3 separate regions of the Mus musculus genome follow, and all the other regions are linked to region 3. The links are chromatin contacts, called in public ChIA-PET maps. All regions are on one chromosome and are shown on one strand. Each heading gives the region's core, a stretch centred on a gene start, on an enhancer-like site or on the middle of the called end of the contact. The rest is flanking DNA. Distances are from core to core; before and after follow the strand shown. Region 1 overlaps Fntb (farnesyltransferase, CAAX box, beta). Region 2 overlaps Fntb (farnesyltransferase, CAAX box, beta). Region 3 overlaps Zbtb25 (zinc finger and BTB domain containing 25).

Region 1 (3,456 bases), core at 783-3,282, 560 kb after region 3:
CACGGTCTGTAGGGTGCTGAGTTTGCTCGTCCATCCACTGCTACAGTCACAGCGAGCTCGCCTCACTGTCCCAGCCTGTGAGCAGGCAGACGGGAGCTTGGAGATGCAGCATGAGGCTCTTCCCCTAACCACTGGCCATTTGCTGCCTCTGATTCCCTGTTGCTTTGGTGTACTGGGCTATGTATTACCTCCTTGAAATAATAAAAGAGTAACATTTTCTATGCTGTCTTTTTTTTTTCCAGAAAAAAATTTAAATCTCTCTCTCTCTCTTTCTCTCTTTCTCTCTTTCTTTCTCTCTTTCTTTCTCTCTTTGTGTGTGTGTGTGTGTGTGTGTGTGTGTGTGTGTGTGTGTGTGTGTGTGTGTGTGTGTGTGTGTAGATGTCTGTGGAGACCAAAAAAGGGCATCAAATCCCCTGGTCTGAAGTTACAGGTGGTTGTTACTTGGCTCAGTATGGGTGCTGGGAACCAAATTTGTATCCTTCTAAGAACAGCAAGTGCTCTAGCCACTGAGCCTTCCTTCCAGCCCACTGTGCTATCTCCTGTCTAATCCCAGAAAATTCCTTCAGGATGCCCCTTTGCTCTGGGGACTTCCTGTCTCCTGCATATGAATGAAGGAAGTTGAAATCCATTCCTCCTTGAGCACCTCCTTCACACACTGAGTTCTAGAGCTTGTCTCCAGTCCGAGCAGGGGACTGGAGCTATTGCACCAGGCAGGGTGGACGGACATCCTGGCCATAGGCAGGGAATGGTATGGATATAGCCAGAATTCTGTGGTTACTAAGAGACAAGAAAGGTCAAGAAGGCGACGTTCTGAGGCTTGCTCCTTGGGAAAGGAGGATACCTCAGGAGGAAACTCCATCCATGCAAATAACCCAGAGCTACATTCTGCCTACAACTCCCATCCCCTGGAAATGTTTACTTTGCTAATAAAGGTTTGGGTTGCAACCCATTATCCTAAGTTTATCTGTCCACCACGGACAGGAGAAGGCTCAGCACCAGAAGCCTTAGGTATTGGAGATAACTGCAGTCATAGCTGGGGTCAAGAAGCCACGGTGGTCTGTGATGTCTTTATACCCTGGAGCAGGGCCTAGAAGGATCAGTGGAGTTGGTCTAGGGAGAGGAGAGGATACTGGTGCTGTTGTCTCCGGGTTTGTACTAACTTTTCTCTATAATTCCTTTCCTGGAGAACTTCCCAATTGAGCCTTCAGGTGGGCCTGGAGTGAAATCTCAGATTTTTTTTTTCTGGTTTTGTGTTTTTATTGGGGTTTTATCATGGGCAGGAGGTGCCACCACAAGGTATGCCCCTCCCACCAAGCAGGTCCGTTCTAATCCTCCTGTGCTTTCTGGGACTTTTTCTTTTTCTTTGTGCGACTCTTTGTGAAGTTAGCAGCAACTTCAGGCTTCTCAGAAAATTTCCTTTTCTTCTTAGGGATGGTGGGGCTTGCTGCCTCCTCTTCTGGTTCACTGGCCACTTCCTCCTTAGATGAGGACCTCTTTCTGTGAGGAGGTACATGAAAACCTAAGAAGAAGCAGCTAAAACCCCAGGAGACCTACAGGAAAATGGAATGGAAGACCCACCTGTCTCTGCCTAAAACCAAGAAAAAGAAAGGTTCTCCCAAGGAGGAGTTGGCCAGTGACCTTGAAGAGATGGCCTCTAGCAGTGTAAGTGCTGCTAAGAGAAATGTCAGATGTTATTCGATCCATATTTTATTATGTAGATCCTGAGTAAAAGATACTTCCAGCATAGCATTTGACTCCAGGAAACTTTTAAGTAAATACCAAACTACAACAGTTCTGTATCCACCTGAGGCCCACCTGCCCACCTTGGGGATTCTGGCAGCTGTTCCTGGCAACAGAAGGCCCCTCAGGGGGCATTCTTAAACTGTTCTTTCATTGTAGCCTTGTGCCTGAGTCAGTTAGCATCAGGTGAGAGTCTAGCCAATAGCTCTTTGGACTAGTCTACACCATGGAACTCACACCGAGGCCTAGCTTCAGGAAGTCTTCACTTGGCCAGTAGCCCCATGTGTTTTCTGGGTCTGTGAACTTAGGACCGCAGAGCCTATTCTTGTGGGTTCCTTTGAAGCACAGAACTGCAGTGTATCTTCCTGTGTCAGAACTACAACAGCATAAAGCCTGTTCCGTCTACCACGCCACGGGGGTGTTACAGACTAAATACCCGGAAAGGGGAAAACACAGGTCCAGAAGCCTGGAGGAGGAAGGAAGATATGGTGCCTCTCAGAACTGAGTTTACTTAATGAGAGCCTTCTGGGGTCAAAAGGCTAAAGCGGGTTACTGTAGAGTTCTAGCGGATGAAGGCTACATGCCAGTTGCCAAGAGCCTCTTCCTGGTGATAAATTCCATAACAGATGTATCATGTAGGTCTTAGGGACACTGAGAACCCGCGCATACTCCCTGCCTAAGCTGTCCCGCAGACTCTGTAGTAGTAGGACTCTATAGGAAGCCACTTAAAACCATACAGAAGCAGAGACCATAAAGACGCTTAAATACCAGTGCCATGGAAGGGCCCCTGCCCAGGGCTAGCGTCACTCTGACCTGGCTGTGTTGCTTCCTAGTGCTTTAACTCATCAGATAGAATTTAAACAGCGGTAAGAGGCAAGCTGTGATGGTTCGTGGGTAAAGCATGCCACCAAGCCTGACTGCTTGAGTTTGATTCCTTGGGTCCCACGTGGCAAAAGGAGAGAACTGACGCCTACAAACTGTCCTTTGATGTCAACATGTACACTGTGACATGCATTATGTATGTATGCATGCATGGATGCATACCTACATGCACACAATTTAGTTATTTATGAATTTTATTATTTTAGTATATACTTTATATTTTAATATGGAATCAATTTATGAAATTATATTACTTATATAATTATTAGCAAGTTGTGTTAATAATAATAACTTAAGGAAACCTTTGGGGCTGCTGTGACGGCTCAGTGGTTAAGGTTTGTTGACTAGAGGACCTGGGTTCAGTTCCCAGCACCATATGGTGGCTCACAACTGCATGTTAACTCCAGTTACAGGGGCCCCAACACGCTCTTCTGGTTTCCTTACATACTAGGCGTACATGTGATGCACATGTACTTGAAAGGAAACATGCATACATAAAAATACATCTTTTAAAAATGAAACTGTAGCCGGGCGTGGTGGTGCACGCCTTTAATCCCAGCACTCGGGAGGCAGAGGCAGGTGGATTTCTGAGTTCGAGGCCAGCCTGGTCTACAAAGTGAGTTCCAGGACAGCCAGGGCTACACAGAGAAACCCTGTCTCAAAAAACCAAAAAAAAAAAAAAAAAAAAAAGAAAAAAAAAAGAAACTGTAAGAGGCAGATGCCTTACACTATTTCATCAATACTAACTCTATATACTGTATTAAATATATATATATATTACATTTATTTATATATATTAAAGTATACACTTTAATATAGTCAGGTATTAGAGAT
Region 2 (3,323 bases), core at 634-3,133, 540 kb after region 3:
AAATAGTGCCACGCCCTGGGACTAAACATTCAAGCATTTGAGTTTATAGGGGCCATTCTTACTTAAACCATCATAAAAATCAAGCATGTTCCTGCTTTTGGCTGCTGCTGCTTCTCTGCCACCAGCCCAGAACGGAGGTAGGTTTCTCTAACCAGCTGGTTAGGTGCTGTTAGCCTCTCTACTTGTCAGTCAGCTTTTAGGATTTCGCTATTGCTAGCCTGTGCTCATGTCATCTCCTGCTGTCTTTATCCTGGCTGTTTATGCATTTAAATCCTCTTACTTCTGTTTTATTGGGCTATTGCATTCAGTTCTTTGTGTTGTCCATTATTTGTGTTTGTGGGTGTGGGTGTGTGGAAGACAGGGTCTTTGGCAGCTCAGGCTGGGTTTGAATTTGCTATATAGTTGAGGCTGGCATGAACTCTGATTTTCTTCCATCTATCAGTGCTGAGATTACAGGCATGCGCCACCATGGTCATTTCCTAAGAGTCTTATTAGCTGAAGAAAAGCAAGGCGCAGAGAGGGTATATCATATGCTCCTGTTTGTATAAAACCACGGGAAGGAAAGCAGAATATATGTCTTTAGTATATGTGTGTGGTGTGTGTGCATGTAGTGTATGTGTGTACCATGTATGTACTGTATGTATATATGTATGTGTATATAGTGTATATAGTGTGTGGAGTATGTGTGTGTAGTATGTGTGATGTGTGTGTGAACGAGACACAGAGGAGACAGACTGAGGCACAGAGACTGATAGGTCTCTGCTGGTCATGGGAACTAGGGGTTGAGAATGGGCAAGAAGTTTCTTTGCAGTGTGTATTCTTTCACACTCTTAGGAGTATAAACTGTTTTACTATTACCTTTTGCAGCCGAAGCAAAGATTAGTTTAGCAGAGAAAGGAACTTGATCTCCCTTGCAAACTTGTCACTCGCCTTACTTTTCAGATACGAGTGCTTTCTCTAGTCCAAGTAGCCAAGTGCACTGGCAATCTAAAGTGAGGTTCGTGTTTGGGTGGTGATGGAGGTTGAGGGACAGACAGACAAGAGCAGTCTGCTCTGAGCATGTAGCTGGTTTCCCTGAGCCTGAGTTATCTCAGAAGAAAGCCTGTGGGCTCTCCAGACTTCAGGCCTCTCTGGGGAGGGGTTTGGGGGTCCTGTCAGCTCCTGGATGAAGGCCTGTTCACCTGTGCTGTTCCACTGTGGCAGAGGAGAAGAGTGACTTTAGGAAATGCATCGTGATAGTGTCACTTAAAAATACATTTAAAATTCAGGGCTAGGGAGAGGGCTAGTGGTAGAGTACTTGGCTTGCATGAGTGGGGCCGCTGATTCAATGCCAGCACACATCCAGGTGCTGCACACATGCACACACACAGACCTCAAAATGACTTCATAGGGGGCTAGAGAAATGGCTCAGCGGTTAAGAGCACCGACTGCTCTTCCAAAGGTCCTGAGTTCAAATCCCAGCAACCACATGGTGGCTCACAACCATCTGTAATGGGATCTGATGCCCTCTTCTGGAGTGTCTGAAGCTACAGTGTACTTACATATAATAAATAAATCTTTAAAAAAAATGACTTCATAGATAAAACATGCTTGTTATAGGGAGGCAAAGAAGAAAATCTGACTTCCTTATAATCTACCACCATGATACCAGCTCTCCGAGTTTCATTCGCTAGTGTTGTGATAAAATATCCTTATAGAAATCAGTGCGTGGGGGGTTGCTTTACTTCAAGAGTCTAGGATACATCACAGAACAGAAGTAAGTAGAGGGAACAGGAACTTGCTAGGCCGGAGCAGAGAGAAATGAGTGCGCTCTTGCTTACTAGTGCTCAGCCCTCTTTCCACTCTTACACAGTTCAGGACCTAACGCAGGATATGGCACTGCCCATATCAGTTAACGCAATCAAGGCAGTCTCCCTCAGACATGCGAGCGGCTGGGGGGGGGCAACCTCCTCTAGACACCCTTCACTCACACTATTCTCTCCAGTGAGTCCACACTGTGTCAAGTTGACAGTTAAAAGTGACCATTATAAATTTTTGGTTGTTGATTTTGTTTCTTGAGACAGGGTCTCACTATGTAACCCTGGCTGACCTGGAACTCACAAAGATCCACCTGCCTCTGCTTCCCAAGTACTGGGACTAACAGCATGTACAACATGCCCAGCCTCAGACTTTTTTTTTTTTTTTTTTTTTTTTGGTTTTTCGTGACAGGGTTTCTCTGTATAGCCCTGGCTGTCCTGGAACTCACTTTGTAAACCAGGCTGGCCTCGAACTCAGAAATCCACCTGCCTCTGCCTCCCCAGTGCTGGGATTAAAGGCGTGCGCCACCACACCCGACCTTTTTTTTTTTTTAATGTATATTCTTCCAGAGTTCTGGAAAGTCAGCCATACAGTACACTGTTGTTTTCTAGCATTCATGTAATACCTGAAACATTTTCATAACTCCGTAGCACTACTTAATGAGCAGGTGATGGTCTGTTGTAAGATGCAGCATGTTTATATCTCAGCCTCTGCTCACACACATCTGAATTTTTAAGTTGGCCTGACACTCTGCTCTCAAATATGGGGTTGTAGCAAACATGTAAGGTCAGTTCTTAGAAGTGGCCCTGTCCTGCTGACCCACAGGTGATGCATGGGCTGGGGAGGTGGCAGGAGACCCAGCACTTGCTGTGCAAGCGTGAGGACCAGAGTTCAGCTCCTCAGAGCCATGTAAACTCTGGGCAGTCATGGCGGCTGCCTGGAATCCCAGCACTTGGGTGACAGAAACAGAACATATCCTGGGCAAGCCTGCCCCCTAGACTAGCTAGAAGCAGCAAGCTGCAGGTTCAACAAGAAACTACCTCTGACTGGGTAGTGGTGGCGCACACTTTTAATCCCAGTACTCAGCAGGCAGAGGCAGAGGATCTCTGTGAGTTCGAAGCCAGCCTGGTCTACAGATCAAATTCTTGGACAGCCAGGGTTACACAGAAAAATTCTGTCTTGAATACCACCCCTCGCCTATCCCCCCAAAAAAGAAAGAAACTACTTCAATGAATAAAGTAGAGTCTCATATGCAGCTCTCGATGGACTGAAACTTGCTGTGTAGACCAGGCTGGCCTGTAGCTTAGAGATTAGTCCTAGGTACTAGACTAAAACATCAGATAGTTTAAGTATATGGAAAATTCTAAAATTTAAAAACAAAGTTTATTTTTTTAAAGATTTATTTATTATTATATCTAAGTACACTGTAGCTGTCTTCAGACACACTAGAAGAGGGCATCAGATCTCATTATGGATAGTTGTGAACCACCATGTGGTTGCTGGGATTTGAACTCAGGAGCAGTCAG
Region 3 (3,347 bases), core at 613-3,112:
ATTCACTGACATAACCAACTACTGAGCCAGGCAGAAATGAGAAACAGCACACCCAAAGCTGCAATACAAGATCTTGTGGTTAATGGGCTGAGCAGCAGTTAAACTTTTCATTTCCTCAGCAGATACTCATTGAAACGCACACACATCAAAAGCATGTGTCACACTAAGTTACAGACAAAAAAAAAACCATAAACGCTCAAGTCAAGAATACAGTCTTAGCAAGGAGATTAAAACACAAGACAATAACTACATTACAAATTAAAAGTGTCAAGTGCTACTAGAACGTTCAGTTGGAGATAAGCACGGAGCAAGCAATGAAAATAAGATATTCAAACTGGTTTTCAACAGGCTTAGACAGATAAAACGGAGTAATTTTACTGAGAGGGCTGTGAGTATTTTGTCATCAGAATTCAACTCAGTATAAAGGGGGGAAAAGAAAAGGAGTAAACAGAAGGAAAGGACAAGCTCAGCTGCTAAGGAGACTAAGTGTAAGAGTACACCAAGCTGTGCCTGAAGGTATCCCGCTGTCTGCAGTGAGCTATGTAAGATGCTCGTGTAGGAACAGCACTGGCAGTCACTCACTCAGTGGCAGGGAAAAGAGCAAGACTCTTTTAGGAAACCTAACCTCTTAGAGTTTCAGCGCAGCCACTAACTAGGTCTGTCTCAATTCCCTGAGCCTCAGTAGCACTTATGAAGTGTGGATAATGGCAATTTCTTCCTGAGGTGTCAGATGAAGCACTCTGGAGGCTGAGGCAGGAGGGCCTGGAATTTAAGGCCAGCCTGGACTACAGTGAGAATTGTTAATGAGGGTGTTGTGTGTGTGTGTTTGTGTGTAACAAGAGGGTATATATATTTGATAGGAGGACCTGTAGTAAGTGTCCAGTAAGTATTAGACAGTACATCTCTAGGTCGGTTAATCAAGGAGACAACTAGAAACCACGTAATGGCAGCAGGGAATGAAGGGAGAGCTAGACAGAGCCACCAGTCACAGAACCGACACGATGTGGCGGCAGACAGGACACAGTCAACCACAGGCTGCAAGCTAAAGGCGAGTGGGTTGCTAGAAGATGTCATTTATTTCTTCAGCGCACATTTTCACAGTAACTGCCATGTTCCTGCCGTTGATATTAAAGGTAAAACACTAGAGCCAGCCACAGGAACTGGCTTAGAGGAGGCGGCTTCTTACACGGTGAGTTCAAAGTGTCTACTCCAGGAAAAGGAAGTAGAAATGTCTAGTGATGAGTGGAGACAGCTCTAGAAAGATCAATGCCAAAGGAGACCTCTGAAATGACAAGACTGAAGTTTCTAAATATGTAGAGCTATACAGCGAAGCCAAATTAAACAAAACAAAACAAAAAACTCTAAAAGCTAAGTATGGGTTGGGCCTGGTGGCACATGCATGCTGTAATCAAAGCTACCCTGGCTTCCAGGCCCTGCATGTTAGAGATTCAAGGCTTGCCTGGGATAGAGCGCAAGCTTGAGCTAATTTGGGAAACTTAGACTTTGGGTCAAAAAATAAATAAATAAAAACTTTTAAAAAAGGGTCTAGATAATGGTAGAGGATTTGTCTAGCATTCATGAGCCCCCGGGTTCACTTTTCAGTACTTAAAAAAAAAAAGGTAAGTATGAAAACTTGAAAGCCAGAAAAGCTACAATAAAACAAAGCAGGCAAACCTGGGACCTGAGGAAAATGCAGAACCCTGAGAGGGGGAACGCAGGTGACCAGGAGAGCAGGTGACGTCCTACAAGTGCAGGGAAGTAGCTGAGGCCAACTTTCTGATTCAAGACGACCTTTCAGGGTAGAGGCAACAAAATAGGAGGTACGGTCAGGGTGGGGCCCCGAGGAAGCTGGAGACCTCAGGAAGAGCTCTGGGTGGAAGGTGAGACCTCTTAGAGGCAGAAGCCACTCCAGATTAACCAGGGAGTTAGCTGGAGGGACTGAGGGTGGGGAATCCGTTAACTCACGAACTACGAAGTCAGTTCATACAGAAAGGGAAAGGGGACCTAAAATACTAACAGGATTAAGCTATGTAAGGAACATTCGAACACAGTAACTCCTTCCTCTTTAGTTTCCATTTATCTATCCTCAGAATCTCTTGAGAGCCTGCCTTCTCTAAGTGGTTAAACCCACTCCATGAGATTCCAGGGGTTTTTTTTGGTTTTTCAAGACAGGGTTTCTCTGTGTAGCCCTGGCTGTCCTGGAACTCACTTTGTAGACCAGGCTGGCCTCCAACTCAGAAACCTGCCTGCCTCTGCCTCCCAAGTGCTGGGATTAAAGGCGTGTACCACCACTGCCTGGCGAGATTCCATATCTTTTATTTTCAGGTGTAAAACTATTTAACCTCTCGCTTCAAATCTCTCCAACATGATACCTCGCCTCCATCTTCAGGTACTTGTGGCAGAATTTCCCAGGAAGGAGCTGAACTCCAACCTGGCCACCATGCCCTCCTAGGCCTTGGTGTCATTCCTTTTACTGGAAGCCTTTTCCAGGCTGAGACTTCCTATTTGCTTACAGCCTTATTTTACATCTTTGGTCTACTAACTTTTGTGTCACTGTGGGGTCAAACTTCATTGATCTTCATTGACTAGGGTGATGGCCTCCTGGTCTTTGTTTTTTTTCTCCTATCTAGTCATTTATATACTAAAGCCTATGATGAGGGGCTGCTGAGATGGCTTGGTGGTTGAAGAGCTAACTGCTCTTGTAGAAGACCTGGGTTCAGCTCCCAGGACCCACACAGAAACTCACCACCTTTTCTAACTTCAGTTCCAGGGGGCTCAGATGCGCTCCTCTGGACTTCATGGATACCAGGCATGCACATGGTACACACATACATGCAAAGCACTCATACACATAAAATACGCTGTGAATAACGTAAGAGACTCTGCAGTAATATTCCTCCAACAGTGATGTTTTTGTTTTTATAATTAACTTGGCTGAACTTAACACTTCCAAGTTCTGCTCCTTGATTGTGGGGTTTGGCTCTAGGTGTGCTCTTTGGAGGCCGTGGTAAACATGTCCAACTCAGTGATGACAAGATTCAGAGTATTACACATCACCCCAACAAACCATTTGTTGAGCATCTCCCCCACTTTCCAGCTGCATGTTGTGTGCTCTGCCCTTTTTCTTCTAGCAACAGTTACCCCAGTTTTAGTCACCCACTGTGCCACCAAAACCATAAAAACAGAAACAACCACTGCTAACCCTTCTGCCAATCCAATTTTCAAAGACACACATGGTAACAAGACATACATGAGGGCAAAACACCCATATACATAAAATAATAAAATCTGGTTGGAAGACAGACATGGTAGTATATACTTGTAGTCTTAGCACTTGTGAAACTGAA

The links. ChIA-PET counts read pairs in DNA pulled down with a chosen protein or histone mark.
Region 1: a contact with region 3 is called in an RNA polymerase II ChIA-PET map of memory CD8 T cells, with 17 read pairs. The contact joins two enhancer-like sites. A contact is called at or near these places in 1 of 484 Hi-C or Micro-C datasets (embryonic stem cells) and 2 of 115 datasets of contacts at active chromatin or transcription factors (embryonic stem cells and memory CD8 T cells).
Region 2: an RNA polymerase II ChIA-PET map of memory CD8 T cells shows a contact between it and region 3, with 5 read pairs. The contact joins two enhancer-like sites. A contact is called at or near these places in 1 of 484 Hi-C or Micro-C datasets (embryonic stem cells) and 2 of 115 datasets of contacts at active chromatin or transcription factors (embryonic stem cells and memory CD8 T cells).

What each region holds. Positions count from the first base shown.
Region 1 is chr12:76,921,194-76,924,649 of GRCm38.p6, forward strand. It overlaps Fntb (farnesyltransferase, CAAX box, beta), which reads left to right. Exons shown (of 12, transcript NM_145927.2): 12 at 1-219. Among named protein-coding and RNA genes, the nearest start is that of Gm46358, 13 kb to the left of the region's middle. Within about 2 kb of position 2,033, at least 27 of the 459 cell types and tissues checked have an H3K27ac peak or open chromatin away from gene starts, as enhancers often do. A contact at or near this core is called in memory CD8 T cells, where this site is marked.
Region 2 is chr12:76,902,123-76,905,445 of GRCm38.p6, forward strand. The region is part of intron 7 of Fntb (farnesyltransferase, CAAX box, beta); the gene reads left to right. The region is part of intron 1 of Gm46358 (a long non-coding RNA gene); the gene reads right to left. Among named protein-coding and RNA genes, the nearest start is that of Gm46358, 6.5 kb to the right of the region's middle. Within about 2 kb of position 1,884, at least 8 of the 459 cell types and tissues checked have an H3K27ac peak or open chromatin away from gene starts, as enhancers often do. A contact at or near this core is called in memory CD8 T cells, where this site is marked.
Region 3 is chr12:76,361,384-76,364,730 of GRCm38.p6, forward strand. All of the region lies in intron 1 of Zbtb25 (zinc finger and BTB domain containing 25), which reads right to left. Among named protein-coding and RNA genes, the nearest start is that of Zbtb25, 6.5 kb to the right of the region's middle. Within about 2 kb of position 1,863, at least 11 of the 459 cell types and tissues checked have an H3K27ac peak or open chromatin away from gene starts, as enhancers often do. A contact at or near this core is called in memory CD8 T cells, where this site is marked.